Regions from separate parts of the Rattus norvegicus genome. Here region 1 is linked to region 2. A link is a contact called in public Hi-C data. All regions are on one chromosome and are shown on one strand. Each heading gives the region's core, a stretch centred on a gene start, on an enhancer-like site or on the middle of the called end of the contact. The rest is flanking DNA. Distances are from core to core; before and after follow the strand shown. Region 1 has its middle 65 kb from the start of Pdhx. Region 2 holds the start of Cd44 (CD44 molecule).

The links. A called contact is a pair of places that touch in the nucleus more often than the background predicts.
Region 1: a Hi-C map of the A7r5 cell line shows a contact between it and region 2, with 4 times the contacts expected there. The contact joins the enhancer-like site here to the promoter of Cd44 in region 2. A contact is called at or near these places in 2 of 12 Hi-C or Micro-C datasets (the A7r5 cell line and Schwann cells).

What each region holds. Positions count from the first base shown.
Region 1 is chr3:109,819,409-109,823,290 of GRCr8, forward strand. No RefSeq gene overlaps it. Among named protein-coding and RNA genes, the nearest start is that of Pdhx, 65 kb to the right of the region's middle. Within about 2 kb of position 1,518, at least 8 of the 93 cell types and tissues checked have an H3K27ac peak or open chromatin away from gene starts, as enhancers often do. A contact at or near this core is called in the A7r5 cell line, where this site is marked.
Region 2 is chr3:109,696,922-109,701,160 of GRCr8, forward strand. It overlaps Cd44 (CD44 molecule), which reads right to left and starts at 2,503. Exons shown (of 19, transcript NM_012924.3): 1 at 2,316-2,503. The coding sequence starts at 2,391.

The DNA.
Region 1 (3,882 bases), core at 268-2,767, 120 kb after region 2:
AGTTTCATCCCCGGGACCCACATGGTGGGAGGAGAGGACTGACTCCTCAAAGTTGTCCTCTGACCTCCAGACAAGTGTCAAGGTTTGCATGTGTCCCATCTCCTGAATGAATAAATAAATGTTAAAATAAACTTAATTTTTACTTGCCTAGACAGATTGCTCAGAGATGAAAACCCAGTAATTATGACTGCTTGAAAACAAATGTAGGCTGGGTGTTACTGTAACCCTAGAACCTGGGAGGAGCAAGAAAGGCTGGGTTACTTAGTGAGTCAATCTCAAAAAACAAAACCCCCAACCCATATCTATCAATCTATCTATCTATCTATCTATCTATCTATCTATCTATCTATCTATCTATCTACCTACCTATCTATCTATCTATCTATCTATCTATCTATCTATCTATACTATATATAACAATAATTGCATATATGTTTATGTATATATATAAACAATTGCATATATATGTATATGTATAAGCAATTTAGGGATTAGAGATGAGGCAGGGGCATGGAGAAAGTAAAAACACATTTCAATTAAACTGAGAAGGAGGAATGCTTATTCCTAGATGAATGTACCTTTCTTTAGGCTTCTGACCTGGCCAAGGACATTTTCATTGTAATTGGTATGGCATAAAACTCCCCCCTACCCCCGGAATTTAAGTAATTGAACAGATACTAACACAAAGTCTTAGAAAACAAACTGGTATATTTGGTTACTAAAATTAGAGAGACAAGAAAAGTAGGGGAGGGCTGAGGCTTATTGTAACCAGTAATTAAATAACCTGCCTCAAATGTCACTGTCCTTCCCTATAAAATCTTCTCAGCTGCACAGCGCTCTGTTTACAGAACCTGCCAGACTGTCTCCATAAATACCGCCTAGTGTTTAAGCTGACTGCAGTTAAGGGTTTTAGCAAGGCACATAGATGTTCACAGATGTGAATGAAGAATGTCTTTTAACATTCACATTTTACTCATCATTTGACAAATATCAGACCATTTACCATATTGAAACAAATGACATTTATTTGTTATGTCCCCAATAGTAAGCTGCTTTAGTCTTTTCCTGTTGCTATAATAAAATACTCTGACCAAAATGATTTAAGGAAGGAAAGTGTTACTTGGCCCACAATCTCAGGTTATATCCAGCACAGCAGGGATGACACATCAGAAGGGGCTGGGAAAGGCTGGTCAGATGATGTCTTAGTCAGTGCTCTATTGCTAAAGAGACACCACGACCAACGCAACTCTTATGAGAGAAAGCATTCGATGGAGGCTTGCTTAGTTTTAGAGGTTTAGTCCATTATCATCAATGGTGGGAGTAGGTGGCATGCAACAGGCAGTCATGGAGCAATAGCTGAGTGCTACATCCTGATCTATAGGCAACAGAATGTGACGCTGAGCCTGGCATGGACTTTCTGAAACCTTAAGGCCCATTCCTAGTTCCACTTGTTCCAACAAGACCACATTTCCTAATACTAATTTTATCAGAGAGTTCCACTCCCTGGTGACAAAGCATTCAAATATATGAGCTATGGGGCCACTCTTATTCAAACCACAAGGGTGCCGCCCACAGTCAAGAGCACAGTAAGAGGAACTAATGAATGCTAGTGGTCAGTTTGCTCTTTTTTCATTCGGTTTAGGGCTTAGCAGATGAAAGGCTGGGTTTAGAGTAGGGTCTTCCAACCTCAGTGAACCAACTACAAAAATCCCTCAAAGGCATACCCATGGGGCTACCAAGTCTGGATGATTCCTCATGGAGACTCCTTTCCCAGATAATTCTAGATTGTCTCAAGTTGACAAAACCATCACATTTATGAGATAGATCCACAATCATTTTACCATTATGCCTTACTCCAAATTAATGACATTTCATTTCTCTGAATCAACGACAGTCGCTCAGCCTTAAATTTACCCTGAAGTTCTGCCTGCTTTATAATTCTCAAGTGTATTATCTGTCGTTTCTCCTTTACAATAAACATGAGCTAAACTGCAATAGAAGACAGCAGAAGGATGACTGCATGACTCATTAGTAGAGAAAGTGATGCTGGTTCTTCAAAGCCCTGAAAGGCAACCCTCACTTGGCCTGGTGATCACTCATTAATGCTCTACCCAATATACACACCACATGCTCCAGGCCCGCCCTCACTTGTGTCCTAGAGGATTGCTTACTTATTTGGTGGCTGTCCATATATCTGGTCTGGGTAAACCAATGAACTCTCTCATCCACTACTAACCCTGGACTAGGATTGAAGGCTGATGTAGTTATTCATGTAGAAGACAGGAGCAACTGGGATTGAAACTGAGGTAATGATTTTTGAGTTCTGAACATGAACCAGATTCAAAGCTAAAGTGTTCTTTATTAAATGTATGTTTTAATTGCTTTTCCTTCTGGAGACAAAACAGGATGGTACATGCTATGGGGCCCAGATTGGCCTTCAAGACATGATCCTCTTGCCACCTCTTCTGAGTGCTTCATGCCATTATGGCTGGATGAGTTCTTTTGTTGTCACTCCCATCTTGTTGCCTAGATTGGTCCCTAAGAAGAGCACTCCGATGACCTTCCTGGATCTGGATCCACTGTAGCTGGGACCACACGCAAGTCCCATCGGCTCATCCCCATCAAATTTTATCCCTAGAGGCACCCAGACCTAACTCAATGGTTCTCAAACTGTGGGTCACGAACCCTTTGGGGATCACATTTCAGATGTTCCACATATCAGATCTTTACATGATGATTCGTGACAGTAGCAAGATTACAGTTATTAAATAACAACAAAGTAACTTCATGGTTGGGGGGTGACCACAACCTAAGGAACTGCAGCATTAGGAAGGCTGAGGGTCACTACCTTAAATGTTTTAAGCTTCAGTTTTTCTAAGGCTTTCATTGGGAGTTATATATAAGTCATGATACTTAATTTTAGCACTTCCCAGATGTATTTTTTTTTTTTTTTTGGTTCTTTTTTTCAGAGCTGGGGACCGAACCCAGGGCCTTGCGCTTCCTAGGTAAGCGCTCTACCACTGAGCTAAATCCCCAGCCCCCAGATGTATTTTTAAGGGAAACAAAACAAAAAATCCCTCAGTGCCTCTTGTGCAACCTAACCAGGATGCAGAAAGAACTACAAAGAAAATATGAGCTAAGAGAGGTTAATATAGGAAGTACATGAAGTGACATCGCTGAAGAACTTCAGTAGAACCAGCTCAGCCAATGGGCACTCAGAATGGAACATTTAAGCTTTATACCTCATGGACATAGGCTCAATCCCAGATGCAGCTCTCGGAGCTTTGATCCGCTCATGTAACCTCTGAGTCTCTACGTGGTATTCAAGACTCTGAAGGAGGGTTGCTATAGAGCAGCATGCACCTCCCACACAGCACTGAAGGGATGATGCAAGATAATCAGTTGCCACACAGATGAGCTTTCCCATCCTCCATAGGTAAGAATTAAGACACAGGATAATCTTACTGCCAAAAACGTAGTGATTTTAAGCTAGGCTGACCCTAGGCATAAAATACTCCCAATGAACAAGCATGCAAACTTAAATGCATTCTTAGAGGATGCTCCCACAGAGCAGAGGCTATGGCACTGGGAAGGGTGATTAGCTACCAAGCTCCGTCCTGTAGCTTCCTGGTAAGTAGCATTCTCTGCCAAGTGGACTGAGAAGCCAGGGACAGAAAGTTTAAATGGAGGCCAGGTGGTGATGGTGCACACTTTAATCTCAGCACTTGGGAGGCAGAGGCAGGCAGATCTGAGTTTGAGGCCTGCCTGGTCTACAGAGCAAGTTCCTGGATAGGCAGGGCTACATATAGTGAGACCCCATAAAAAGTTTAAGTATAATATAATATTCAAATAAAAACTTAACCTTGTGTTCACAGAGTTTAT
Region 2 (4,239 bases), core at 1,253-3,752:
TGCTTCCTTACTTCTTCACATGGGAAGACTTAGCCTGAATTCTGATGGCCAATGCAAAGCAACAGAGGCCTACAGAATGCTCAGAGGAAGCAGAACAATGCCTGCTTCCCCCAAGTCCCAAGACTCTCACGTGACTCCCTCTTTACCAACAATGGAGGTGCAATTTTCTAGCCATGAGCGTTGGAAAGGGAGAGGACATATGCAAGTGGACACTTGTCCCCTTCGCCTTCAACCTAGGGCCACTTCCTCCCCTAGGAGAGAAGTTGCTTGGCCTCTACCAGTTCTCTACTGCTTGACTTCTGATGCAGCATTGGATGGTTTTTCCTGCTACCCCCACCCAACTTCGCCCAGTCTCAGTGCTTACTCACCATCTTCCCAAACCAGAATGGGGCAACCACGATGCCTCTCTTTTCTCTCGGCCTTCTCCTTCCCCTCTGCCAGCCCAGATTCTTTGCTAAGTCACATCTCATTTCTGGTCTCAGTTCCTTTCCGACAAGGGAGTGAAAGCCAGGGTCTAGGTAGCTGCTGCTACTGGCACTTACCCTACTTGTCCTGGAGCCGCACTGTACAGCAGGAAGATAGGAACCCCAAGGCAGAAGACAGCCTGCTGGCCTTGGGACCTGACTCCAGGGGGTTCGGAAGGGCAGCAGGTAGTAGGGCTTTTAGAATAGCTGGGACATAGGCCAGGAAAATGTGGGAGTTCAGCCCTTCAGTCCCAACAAAGGTGGGAGTAGTGTGCTAACCTTCCTCCTGAGGCAAGTTCAGGACTCTCTGCCCTTCCCTCATCCATCCTGAATGTTTCTGCCTTCCAAGGGTCCCTTGGAGCTCTGGTTCTCTATGGAAGCCTCCACTGTAGTCTCTGCTGGCTAGATACCGCTTTCCTGAAGGTTTTCGATTTTGTCTAGCACTCACATTTAGGTATCCCATGGCAGTCTGAGCTAATGAACCCAAGTTCACACCCAGCACCATCCCATAGGAGAAGCCACCTAACCTCTCTGAACCTGTTTCCCTACTGGTAAAGGGGGTGGTGGTGTGTGCATTCCTCACCAAATCACCATGAGGATAAAATGAGAAATGAAGGACCTCACATAGAGCCTGGCACAGCAAAGGGGCACAAAAAATGGCCAATGGTGCTGTGCTGCTAAAATCATTCGCATTACACCTGCATCCGTACTCAAATTTTAACATCCGGCAATGGAGGTGCAATTTTCTAATCCCTACCTACCATGCCTACAAAAACCCAGTTTGATACCCCTTACGCCCCAGAACTGGGTTTAATAAATTCTTGCTGAGAGGAACCTCCTGTAGTCTGAGCTGGCTTAGTGACCTGACTGACACTTCTTAAAAGAAAAATTAACTATGCTGATGATAAACAAAGCCTTCGTGTAATTATCTGTTCGTATACATATAAAAGAGGGGAAACTCTTAGAATTGAGCCATACTGAATACCTGGCCCCAGCTCCTCCCCTCCACAGCCACAGAAGCCACCAACCTCGTTTAGATGGGATATTAGGGACTCCGCGCTAAAGTTCACGTGTTACCCTAATGCAGGCCCCCTCCTGCCCTGAAGCTGCCAGGCAGCGAATATGGACCCTGTTGCTGTTTGACTTTGCCTAGACTGGCAAACCCAGGAGACTGCAAGCACCGGAGGCTGGTCCAGTTATGTTCCTGTCTTGTGTCCTCCTTGGCCCATGCTGGAACCTTTTGGGTACTCAGAGCCTCACACAGAACCAGTTCAAACTCCCACAAGCTAAAATAAAGCAGTCGGTGATCAAAGCGGACTCTAAGAGCCCCGAAAACTAGTCTAAGCCAGGACCCGCTCTCTTCAGCTTTCTGAGGCTCCTTTCGGAAAAGCCCATTGCCAAATAACTGGCCTACAGCTATGTGAACACCTTGGGGAGTGCTCTACAGGTCCTTGCTGCCCCAGTCTGTGGCTCTAACCTGCTAGCCACAACCAGCCAGGCTTAGGGAACCCTTGAGTGCCAGAGCCTGTTAGTCAGGACAGAGGCTGTGCATATCCAAGAGCACAGTTACTTTTGAGCCATGTGCTTCAGCAAGCGTCGGGGACCTCGCCCAAAATTTGCAGCGGGCAACCTGCCCAGCAAACTTTCTTCTCCCTTTCTCTTTTCCTTTCACCAAAGCAGCACTTCCCAAGAGCAAACTCTTTCCAATAGCATAGCCCCAATCCCAGCTTTGCTTTGCTAGCCCAATTCACTACAGTCCCTCCCCGGGCAATTCAACCCAGAGGCATCCAGCTGGAGTCCTCAGGCGCTTCGCCGAACGCATCCCACAGTCCCGGCTGGCGGGCTACTCACCGATCTGCTGCTGTGCCAGGCTCAACTGTAAGAGGCAAAGTAGTCCCCAAGCTGTGTGCCACCAAACCTTGTCCATGATGTGCAGGATGAAACCAAAGGATCTAGTAGCCTCTGGAAAAGGGTCGCGGGGAAAGGGGCAAAGAGGGTGAATGGAACCTGTCACTGGCTGGGGGCTGCTGGGCAATGAGACCGCCTCGGAAGTTGGCCGTGGTTTTTATTCCAGGCTTTGAAAGAGTGACCTAAGAGGGAGGGAGCGCGCGAAGGACACACCCAAAGAGAGGGGGCTGTGACTAAGCAGCCAACGGAAGTTTAAAGACACACCAACCAGCTTTCGCTGCTGCCCCTGCGCCCCAGCCCTGCTCTTCCCCGCAAAAGAGAAAGGCTGCTGCCCCCATGCGCCCACGCCCCCCCAGGGCCACTCCACAGGCGTTCAACCCTGGCCCAGCCCGCCAGCCTATGAGGAGCGCTGCCTGGGACAAGAAGAATGGCTGAGTCCTAGGACCTCGCCCCTCTGAGTTAAATCCTCCAGTTTCTCCTTTGCCACTAAACTTCTGGGAACCTGGCTAGGGAAAGAATGGGTTTCCCAGGAAGCTGGACTTAATCTTAGGGAGGAGCTGAGAAAAAATTAGAGAAATCTATCCCCCGCTGGATAATGCCTTCCTGGCCAGGGTGGGAATTGAAAAGTAGGGAACTTGTGGGAGTTTCCTCTTTCTCTCTGAGAGAAGTCCAAACCGCTCAGCAGATCTTTGCTCCGGAAAACCCAAGGATGCCAACCCATTTCATTCATGCTCTCACATACTCACACATCCACCCATCCATTCCTGTGTCCACCCATCTTCCTCCTAATGCACTAATCTACCATACTCCATCTGCCCACCAGTTCTTGTATTCACCCACCTGTACAACTTTTCATCCACCCTTCCATAAACCTTTTTTACACCCGTCCTATACTCGTTCATCATACGTCCCACCCATCTCGATGCATGTACACATTTCCCGTCGTCGTCTCTCACTCTACCCATCCTCATATCCACTCACATATTAACTCTTTCTTGTTTGCATTTTATACTCCCTTTGCTGCAAGCTTTAATACATTCCTCTTTACTTCTTGATAAATTTCAAAGAGGGGTGTACATTGCCATTTTCTTCAAGGGAGATATTTCCAGGCTGAAAATCCAGGGGAAATAATATTTAAAATCACATTTCCCTGTCTTCTCTAATACGATTTGTGTTGCAATTTGGATATCAAAAGCTCTGTTTATTTTTAATGTGAACTAAATCTGAGTGGACTTCTTGCCGAATGAGAGACACAGAAGACATGGCTACGGCAGGACCCAGAATGAATCGTGCCAGAAATTCTGAGGGAAAGTGATATTTTGGGATTTACTGAAAAAACTGAAAAAGCAAGAGAAAGGCACCCAGTCACCTGCCCATCCATTTATTCATCAAGCATGTAATGAGTGCCCAAGGGTATCAAGAGAGGCAAGGCCTGGTTTGTCTCCTGGAACTAGCTCAGTCACAAGCCAGCTGCTGCCTGCAATATAAAATATACTGCAAAACCACAACTAGGACTGGGACGATGGCTCAGTGATAAAGAGCTTGCTATCAAGCACATGTCCCAGGTTAGATCCTTGGAACCCACAGGGTGAATTAGGCAAATTGTCCTTTGCCTTTCACGGGCATGCCTATGTGTATCATGGTGCAAATGCGTGCATGTGCACGTGTGCACGTTGGAGCACAGACATACACACATAATCAGTAACTGTTAAAATGATTAAAGATAATTCAGCCAGCTTCATGTATCTATAGGCTAAAAAATTCATAAGAATTGCATTTGTTCTGAGTGTCTACAAGCTTTTTGCTTTTCATTACTTTGTGAACCACACAGCTCAACCACTACGTATCACATAGATAAATATATATA